3 separate regions of the Mus musculus genome follow, and regions 2 and 3 are each linked to region 1. Evidence: chromatin contacts called from public HiChIP or PLAC-seq data. All regions are on one chromosome and are shown on one strand. Each heading gives the region's core, a stretch centred on a gene start, on an enhancer-like site or on the middle of the called end of the contact. The rest is flanking DNA. Distances are from core to core; before and after follow the strand shown. Region 1 overlaps Hdac4 (histone deacetylase 4). Region 2 has its middle 35 kb from the start of Hdac4. Region 3 has its middle 17 kb from the start of Gm28380.

Region 1 (2,700 bases), core at 36-2,535:
TCTAGCACAGCAGAAAACTTCCCCTTCTATCACCTCCCCATCTTACCACTGGGACTCAACAGGCTCTCAGAAAAGGGAACTCCTAAGAGAAGTGAGGCAGTACAACAATTAACTCCAGAGTCTCCAGATGACTTGGCTGCCCTGGACTCAGAAGAACCAGCCTCTGTGGTTGGACAGTGGGGTACTCACCTGAAGGCTGCCAAGTACTCAGCGTCTCCCATGGGGGGTTCGAGGCCACCCGTGAAAGCCATGTTGACATTGAAACCCACGCCTGGCCCTGTGCCCACCTGCGGCCACAAGGAGAGAAACTGTCACCAACTCAAGAGAATACCTGGCACAACCAACACTTGAACTAGGGTGGATTGGACTGGCGTGCCCACAGGGATAGCTACATGTCCCGTGCATATGTGTGTGAGCTCACCAGTGAAGCTGGCTACCAGTGCCAGGCACTGTCGTCAGCGGTACAGTTTTCACAGGGCTGCAGTTATCTACAGGCCCTGAACTAGGAGGAATCACTGAAAGACAAAAGTGACTCTACTGTGGGACCATCTTCAGGGGCAAGCTCTGTGTCCCTGGGCATGCTGCTTAAAGATGCCCCCTAACCACAGTGGCTGGGAGTATCATCACAAGGTAGAGAAGCAGGAGTCCTGGGGAGCAGCTCAGCAACCTCCCTTAGTGTGTGCTTTGCTCACTCTGAATGTAACCAGATTTGGTGTGCAGATTCCCACTAAACTAGAAAAAATTCTGGCCTAAATCATGCACAGGATAATCCAGGCTAGCATTTCTGGCAGGGCAACCTGAGCTGTAACAAGTGTGAAATACTACTTCTGTGGCAGATGCAGGGCCTGCACCTGCCTGGTTCTCTTGGTAGCTGTGGTATCTGGCTCCAAGATAGCTTGTTCTCCTCCAGATACTCACAAAGTTTCATACACTCCACATACCTCATCTGGTGCTCCACTTCCTGGGAAGAAGTTCCCATCGTCATAGCGGTGCAGGGACATGTAGAGAACATTGGGGTCATTGTAGAAGGCCTGCTGGGTCCCATTCCCATGATGTACATCCTAAGAGAACAAGAGAACTGGCTCAGGGAGGATCAGGCCTTGAGTTCGACCCTCCTACTAGGTGAATAGCCTGGAATCTCTGGTACACCTCATGGTCAGGTATTGTGGGTACATGCAGCATTACAGAAATGCTGAGGCAAGAGTCTGAGTAACTCTGAGCACATAGTGTAGTCCTGACTTCAGTGAAAGGGATAGATGGGGTTAGGCTTCTAGCTGAGCTGAGGCTGCTATGTCAACAAAGCCATCTGAGTAATCTCACATGCCTGCCTTATTTGTGGTAAGTGAGCCATTTCCTAAGGATAATCACTAATTGTGGGTTGGCTACTTACAGGCACGTCACAAAGGGCAGCTGTTCTCAAGCTGTGTGTCGCAACCCCTTTGGGGCTGCATATCAGAGTTCCTGCATATCAGATATTTACATTACGATTCATAACTAGCAAAATTACAATTATGAAAGAGTGGCGAAAATAATTTTATAATTGGGGGGTCACAACACAAGAACTGCATTAAAGTCTGCAGCATTAGGAAGATTGAGAACGACTGACATAGGATATGTGGCAGTTGACCCTAGGTGGTCATGAGTGACCCCCCACCCTGAAAAGAAAATGACCAGCTCTTTTCTTAAGACTTGATGCACATTTATCAAGAGGCAGCTTTGGTTTCTGCCAGGCCGGTGGCCACTGTTGTAGGTCATGGGACTTAGTTTCCAGGATGGGCAGGCTAGGTGGTTTTGGGCTGCATAGCGCTCTCTCTCTCTCTCTCTCTCTCTCTCCCTCTCTCTCTCTCTCTCTGTGTGTGTGTGAGAGAGAGAGAGACAGACAGACAGACAGGAAGAGAGACAGAGACAGAGAATGAGGAAAGCTTTTTCTACAGGGTCATTCATCTGTGCTCAGTGCACACTGTGGATGGATGCCCCAGCGCTCACAAACACAAGAGCCTTTCATGCCACGCACCAGGTTCCTGGTGGAAGGAGGAACCATTGGTAACACTGTACAGTAAGTGGATGAGTACTGTAAATGAATCATAGTAGTATCTATGTGTGTTACCATCATGCATTTTAAGACAAAGTGTGGCCCTGGGGAGCATGTCCTGCAGCCCTGGGAAGACGAGACTGTCTATGTGGGTCACCTGCTGACTTCCTTGTTCCCAGAACATAATTGTCACATCTATGTAGCCACCAACTGCATGGCACTTCTGTTTTTTGTTTGTTTGTTTGTTTGTTTTTGCCACTTCTCTGCTTGTTCCCTAAGGAAGGGCCAGGATGGAGGAGGGGACAGGTTCACTGGTGTAGAAAACTACAACCTTCCTGCCTTGCTCAGGCCCTGTTCCAGACCCAAGTTGACTTGTTCTTCTGGTTTATATTTTGTTGGTTCTTTTTGAAACTGAGAAGGGCTTGAAATCCAAATGCTGTCCCAACCTGATGTGGGCTTAGTATAAAGGATGTTATGAGACATCAGTACTAAAGAGTTTCTGTGTGCAGGTATATATTAGAACCACTGGTTTCTTACCGCTTTTCATGTAACATATAATTCTGTAGAACAGGGCTACCCAGCACGCATGTCCTGAAGACCACTTCTCTCAGCCAGGACCAGGGTGATCCAGCCTGGCAGAAGCCCAGATTGCCTCTTTTCCTGGTGTT
Region 2 (2,700 bases), core at 144-2,643, 260 kb after region 1:
GCATGGCAGCACGCAGGCAGACATTGTTCTGGAGAATTAGCTGGGATTTCTACATCCTTGTCCATTCAGATCCATAGGCAGCAGGAAGAGAGAGATTCTGGGCTTGCAATGGGGTTTTAAAGCCCCCCACCCCACCCCCTGTGACACACTTCCTGCACCAAGGCCACGCCTCCAAGTCCTTTCAAATCATGCTACTCCATTTGAATGCTGGTGACCAAGCATTCAAGTCTATGACCCTATGGGGAACACTCTTATTCAAACCACAACAGCCAGGTTGCCTGCAGGACCTACCTCAGTTCCTGGCACACAGTGGCTACCTAAGGAATGTCTCTTCCCTTCTATGGGTGAGGTGATCCGGCAGTTGGACTGCCTAAGAGTCCTGTGGTGGCTGGTGGCTATGGTTGAGCTGGAGACAGGTCCAGCTACCTGCCTGAGATCCAACATGGCTTCAGGGTTAATGTTGTGGAGAGGACACCAGGCAGTGGGCATGCTGGGAAGAAGTGAGGCTCCAAAGTTCCAGGGATCCGGGAATTGTGATCTGGGTCTTATAGGTCTGGTAAATGTTTAGCATATGGCTGGAGTGTAGAACCTGGCCTTTCTTTGATGTAAACATTTACACTGTAGCTGATACCTGGAAGAAATGGGAGCATGAAGTCCAGCTTTGGGGAGCCGAGGTGACTCTAGGATATCACTGGAGAAACAGCTGACCCCAAGTACAGGTTCTGGGGTCAATTCCACTGAGACCTTATGACTGTTACTTAATGTCTGTCACCCACACGTCCTGAGGAAGATCAAGCCCTTGAACTTTAGAGCTGGAAGGCTTGGTCCCCTTCTGGTTACTGCATTTCTGGGCTTTCTGTTCAGACATTGGAAGTTGTAAAAGTAGCACACAGAGAGCAGCTGTCCATCTCAAATTAGGTGGAAGGACCACCTGGTCAGCAAGGGAGCAGAGCCAAGCCCCAGGTGGTGACCTAGGTAGACAGGATGCAAAGGATGAGGAGAAAGGCAAGGCCTTCTGGCAAGGCTGAAACCTCTGCCCAATTCTGCTCAGGCTGGGTCAGAGGGCACCGCTTTGGCCTTCTGGTCTACCAACAGGAGTCAAGGCTGACAGCGTCTGACTGTGAACACAGAGGAAATCCTGAAAAGCCAGAGAAATTCATGGTGTTCTTGTAAGAAGCAGCCTGAGACCCCTCCCACTGCCACGGCCTCCCTTGTGCTGTAATAGCAAGGAGACACACTTCGGACCCCGATTTCTGGGCCTGGAACCTCATGTTTTCCTCTCTGGAGAACCCCTCATTTCCCGGAAAAGTACTAGTGCTTTGTGACAGGCCGGCCTCTGGCCTTGTGAAATTCAGTCCTAATCCCTTGGTTAATAAAGTGACTCATGTCTGGGCTTGCCAGCTCTTTGTTCCAGGAGATAATAATAACTTGTGCTGAGTGACCCCTTGCGCACAAGGAGTCATGTCTGATTAGCCAGTGCTTTGTCTTTCATGACTGCACACACTTTCCTAGCCCTCTGAGCAGGGAGAGTCCAGGGGCTACCATGGCCCGACCTTGTAGGTACCTGTATGGGCTCTGTACATTTTCCAGGGTGCCTAACAGGTTGTGAACCACTCTCACTTCCCAGAGAAGTACCTACACTTGGCCTATTGTCCTGTGGCAAACATCTTCTGCCCTTGCGAGCTGGGCTGCTTTTGGGATCTCACCCAGCTGAGAACATGCAGCAGAGAGGAGCAATTAGTTTGTATTCCCACAAACATTTTTCACGGATTCAAGTCTCTCTCAGAGAGAATGAACCAGAGGGTAAACGGAACCATAGATTAAAGGGCTGATGTCGGGCAATTCTTTGAACTATTTTCTTGGGTTTGAGCCATCATTATTTGTAACATTCTATGAAAAGCCAGAAAATAATTGTTTTCTCCCCTGACTGATTTTGTTCTTTTCCTCTTAGCAAATATTGATTCTCTCCCCCTCCCCCCACCCCCTTCAGACTTGGTGCTGAATGAAGCTGAAATTAACAGGGCTGCTTTTGTTTAATACAATGAACAAAAACTTGTGTTGGAGGGGTCTTGTCCTGCCAAAACATCTGCGCATGGCCCAGATGGCAACTGGGCTCTGGAAATAGGGCCTGTGCGCCTAACTCCTGCCGAGTCAGCGCAGGGGAATGAGCGCGCTGCATTTTAATAGGTCCTACAAAAATAGTAACTTTCGAAAACTTCTTGGCAACAGAAGTCTTTTTTTTTTCTTTTCTTTTTTTCATTTTTTTTTAAAGAATGTGCAGAGATGTGGGACTTCCCTATTAGAGACTAAATAGAGGAAAGTGTGGTTTCAAGCTGGAGATCTGCTCCCAAGAGCTACAAGGACACGTCTGTAGCACAGACTGACTGGTGCAAGTCACAGGATAGTGGGAGATGATGGAGTTCCCCCAGTGCTGGTGACATCGCTGTCCCAGGCGCCAGGATTGTTTTCCTCTCTCTGAAAAGTTGTGAAAAAAAAAAGGATGTTCACCGGGAAGCTTTGTTTTTGTTGTTTTTGTTTTGAGGCATAGACCCAGGCTGACCTCAAAGCCATTGCATAGCCGGGGGTGATCTTGAACTCCTGGCCTTCCTGCCTATATTCCCAAGCACTGAGATCACAGGCATGCACCACCACGCACAGTTTCTGGTGCTTCGGATTAGATGTAGGGCCTCATGTATGCTG
Region 3 (2,700 bases), core at 19-2,518, 330 kb before region 1:
CCCCATGCCTATTTTTAAGTACATGGCCCAGAGATGTTAGGTTTCCATCCCCCAAGGAGCATCCACCTCCCCTAACCCTCCATCGACAGAGTTCTTTGTCCCAACATTTGGAGGCTTTGAACTTGTTGGGCAATGCCCCCTTCCTGCCTTACCCTCCCCAGCTACCCTTTGGCGATCTTTGTGGATTGACTTGCACTGCAGACCCAGCTTGAGGGGCATCTTGCAGCGATCGCCTGTGTGGATGGCTTCATTGAGCACAACGCCCTCTAGATCCTGTTAGAGGTTGTCACCATGTCCTCCTTTTCAAGGTTGAGTGACTGTCCACAATGCATGCCTACTACACAGTGTATCCATTCACTGGACAGGTAGCTTATCCCTCATTCTGCTGTTGGTGATAACGCTGTTGAGCTGGGTGTGCCGGGCTCAAAGCCCTGTTCTGTTCTTTGGGTGAATGTCCAGATGCAGGGTTGCTGGAACACAGTGACACTCACTATATTTAACTCTGGGGACTGACCTGCTGTTCTCAGTAGCTACTCTGATGTTCATTCCTGGAGTAGCGCACACGCCTTTGTTATCTCCCCATCCTGGTCAACACTGGATGTTTTCTGTGTTTGGATAAGTAGCCCCCTAGTGTGCACAGTGGCATTTTTTTAAAATAAAAATAAACCATCAAGCAATACATCAGACCCCCACCCCCCAGAGCTCCCAGGGACTAAACCACCAATCAGAGAGTACACATTTATTAACCCATGGCTCCAGCTGCATATGTAGCAGAGGATGGCATTGTTGGGCATCAAGGCCCTTGGTCTTGTGAAGGCTCGATGACCCAGTGTAGGGGAATGCCAGGATGGGGAAGCAGGAGTGGGTGGATGGGTGGGGATCATCCTCATAGAAGTAGGGGAAGAGGGGAGGAGATAGGGGGTTTTCAGAGGTGAAACCAGGAAAGAGGATAACATTTGAAATGCAAATAAAGAAAATAATTTAAAAAAAGAAATGTCATACTGTGCACTGTTACTAGCAAGTGTCAGAATTTATTATTATTATTATGTGCATGTGAGAATTTTCCCTATATCTCTGTGTACCATGTGTGTACCCTGTGCCTGGGGGATCCCCAGTTTCCTGCAGTTTCAGATAGTTTTGAGCTGCCACGAGGGTGCGGGGAACCGAATTCAGGTCTTCTGGAAGACCAGCCAGTGCTCTTAACTGCTGAGTCCATGTGTTTCATACCACAGGCATGAGCTTGAAGTGCAGGCAGGCAGGCAGAGAGAAGGGGGAGATGGCACCTTCTCAAGGCAAGTAGACAATAACTGTGTTTTGATTTTGAGCCTGAGTTATATTACTCAAAGGACTTAATTTACGAGGGTTAAAGATTAAACAAAGTTCGGAAATTAAATAAAAATGTATGAGCCGATTTATTTGGTTTTCTTATCTTAAAGAATTTCCTTTTGCAAATGACGTTGTCAGGTGGTTTTACGAGGTGCGCTCTCTAATGTAGGGGTGGGAGGAGCGCTAACATGGCCAAGTTCAAGGCTCCAGCCACTCTGGTCCTCAGGCAGCACAGCTTGTTTTTAATACCCATGCTGACATGCGAAAAGACCCTGGCGAGACAAGGCCTCTCTGCACTGTGACTGTGACTCACAGTACTTCCCTGTGATGTGCCCCCCCCCCCCCCAAGAACAGTCTTTTTTTTTTTTTTTTACATATTTTATTTTTAATTAGCATACAAAGTGACAGGCTCACTCACAGCATTTTCACATGTATGCTAGGGTTTCCTCTGCCTGGTCCTCAGGGCTCCCTCTCTGCCTGTAGTCTCTTCCCCAGCTCTCTTCCCTGACCATTTTCTCATCACGCACGAAGAACAGCAATTGTTTAAGTTACTGAGAGTCTAATATAATCGCATCTTATCTTAATACCTTGATTTTTCACCCACACCCCCTCCCTCACCACCTTTTCCATCTTGCTTTATGACCAGAGGCTTGTAGGGACATCAAATTGTCTGTCAGTCTACTGTGGGCTCTGTCTTCCCCAGGTCAGCACCCAGTGACTTTATGAACCGTTGACTCCAGAACCAGGCGTTGCTTTGTTGGGACCGATGCTTGTGCGGTCGAAGAGTGTGGAGGAAGTGTTTCACGGTTGGGTGGTGTGATGGTTGATGGTGGTTGTCAGATTGACACAAGCTAGAATCATCGGGAATGAGAGTCTCAGTGAGGGATCCTGTAGATCAGATGAGCCTGCAGGCATCTCTCTCTGTGTGTGTGTGTGTGTGTGTGTGTGTGTGTGTGTGTGTGTATGTGTGACTGTCTTGATTGCCTTAAGGCAAAGGGTCAAGACCCCCCCCCCGGGGGGGGGGGATTGAACCACCCTTTCACAGGGCCGCCTAAGACCATTGGAAATATCAGATATTTACATTGTGATTCATAGCAGTAGCAGAATTACAGTTATGAAGTGGCAACGAAAATAATTTTATGGATGGGGGGTCACCACAACATGAGGAACTGTAATAAAGGAAGGCTGAAAATGCTGCTCTAGATGGCCGTGGTATGTGCTGCAGCCCCAGATGACATCAGTTGGGCTCTTGCAGGGGACTCCTGTTTGGTCTTGCTCACCGTCCTTGCTTCCAGAAAGCATTGGATCCTATTTTAAAGACTCACGACACTTCAATGAAATGTTGCATATATTATACAGCATACAAATAACTAT

What was found. HiChIP or PLAC-seq counts read pairs in DNA pulled down with a chosen protein or histone mark.
Region 2: a contact with region 1 is called in an H3K4me3 HiChIP or PLAC-seq map of bone marrow-derived macrophages, with 3 times the contacts expected there. The contact joins two enhancer-like sites. A contact is called at or near these places in 2 of 15 datasets of contacts at CTCF or cohesin (large pre-B cells and pro-B cells), 3 of 484 Hi-C or Micro-C datasets (CD4 T cells and the G1E-ER4 cell line), 6 of 115 datasets of contacts at active chromatin or transcription factors (bone marrow-derived macrophages, cardiomyocytes, embryonic stem cells and 2 more) and 1 of 9 other capture datasets (embryonic stem cells).
Region 3: a FOXA1 HiChIP or PLAC-seq map of pancreatic cancer cells shows a contact between it and region 1. The contact joins two enhancer-like sites. A contact is called at or near these places in 1 of 115 datasets of contacts at active chromatin or transcription factors (pancreatic cancer cells) and 1 of 9 other capture datasets (embryonic tail).

Annotation. Positions count from the first base shown.
Region 1 is chr1:91,955,101-91,957,800 of GRCm38.p6, forward strand. It overlaps Hdac4 (histone deacetylase 4), which reads right to left. Exons shown (of 27, transcript NM_207225.2): 21 at 942-1,061; 22 at 190-287. Among named protein-coding and RNA genes, the nearest start is that of Gm46242, 77 kb to the left of the region's middle. Within about 2 kb of position 1,286, at least 48 of the 459 cell types and tissues checked have an H3K27ac peak or open chromatin away from gene starts, as enhancers often do. A contact at or near this core is called in bone marrow-derived macrophages and pancreatic cancer cells, where this site is marked.
Region 2 is chr1:92,214,113-92,216,812 of GRCm38.p6, forward strand. No RefSeq gene overlaps it. Among named protein-coding and RNA genes, the nearest start is that of Hdac4, 35 kb to the left of the region's middle. Within about 2 kb of position 1,394, at least 138 of the 459 cell types and tissues checked have an H3K27ac peak or open chromatin away from gene starts, as enhancers often do. A contact at or near this core is called in bone marrow-derived macrophages and pancreatic cancer cells, where this site is marked.
Region 3 is chr1:91,627,028-91,629,727 of GRCm38.p6, forward strand. No RefSeq gene overlaps it. Among named protein-coding and RNA genes, the nearest start is that of Gm28380, 17 kb to the left of the region's middle. Within about 2 kb of position 1,269, at least 4 of the 459 cell types and tissues checked have an H3K27ac peak or open chromatin away from gene starts, as enhancers often do. A contact at or near this core is called in pancreatic cancer cells, where this site is marked.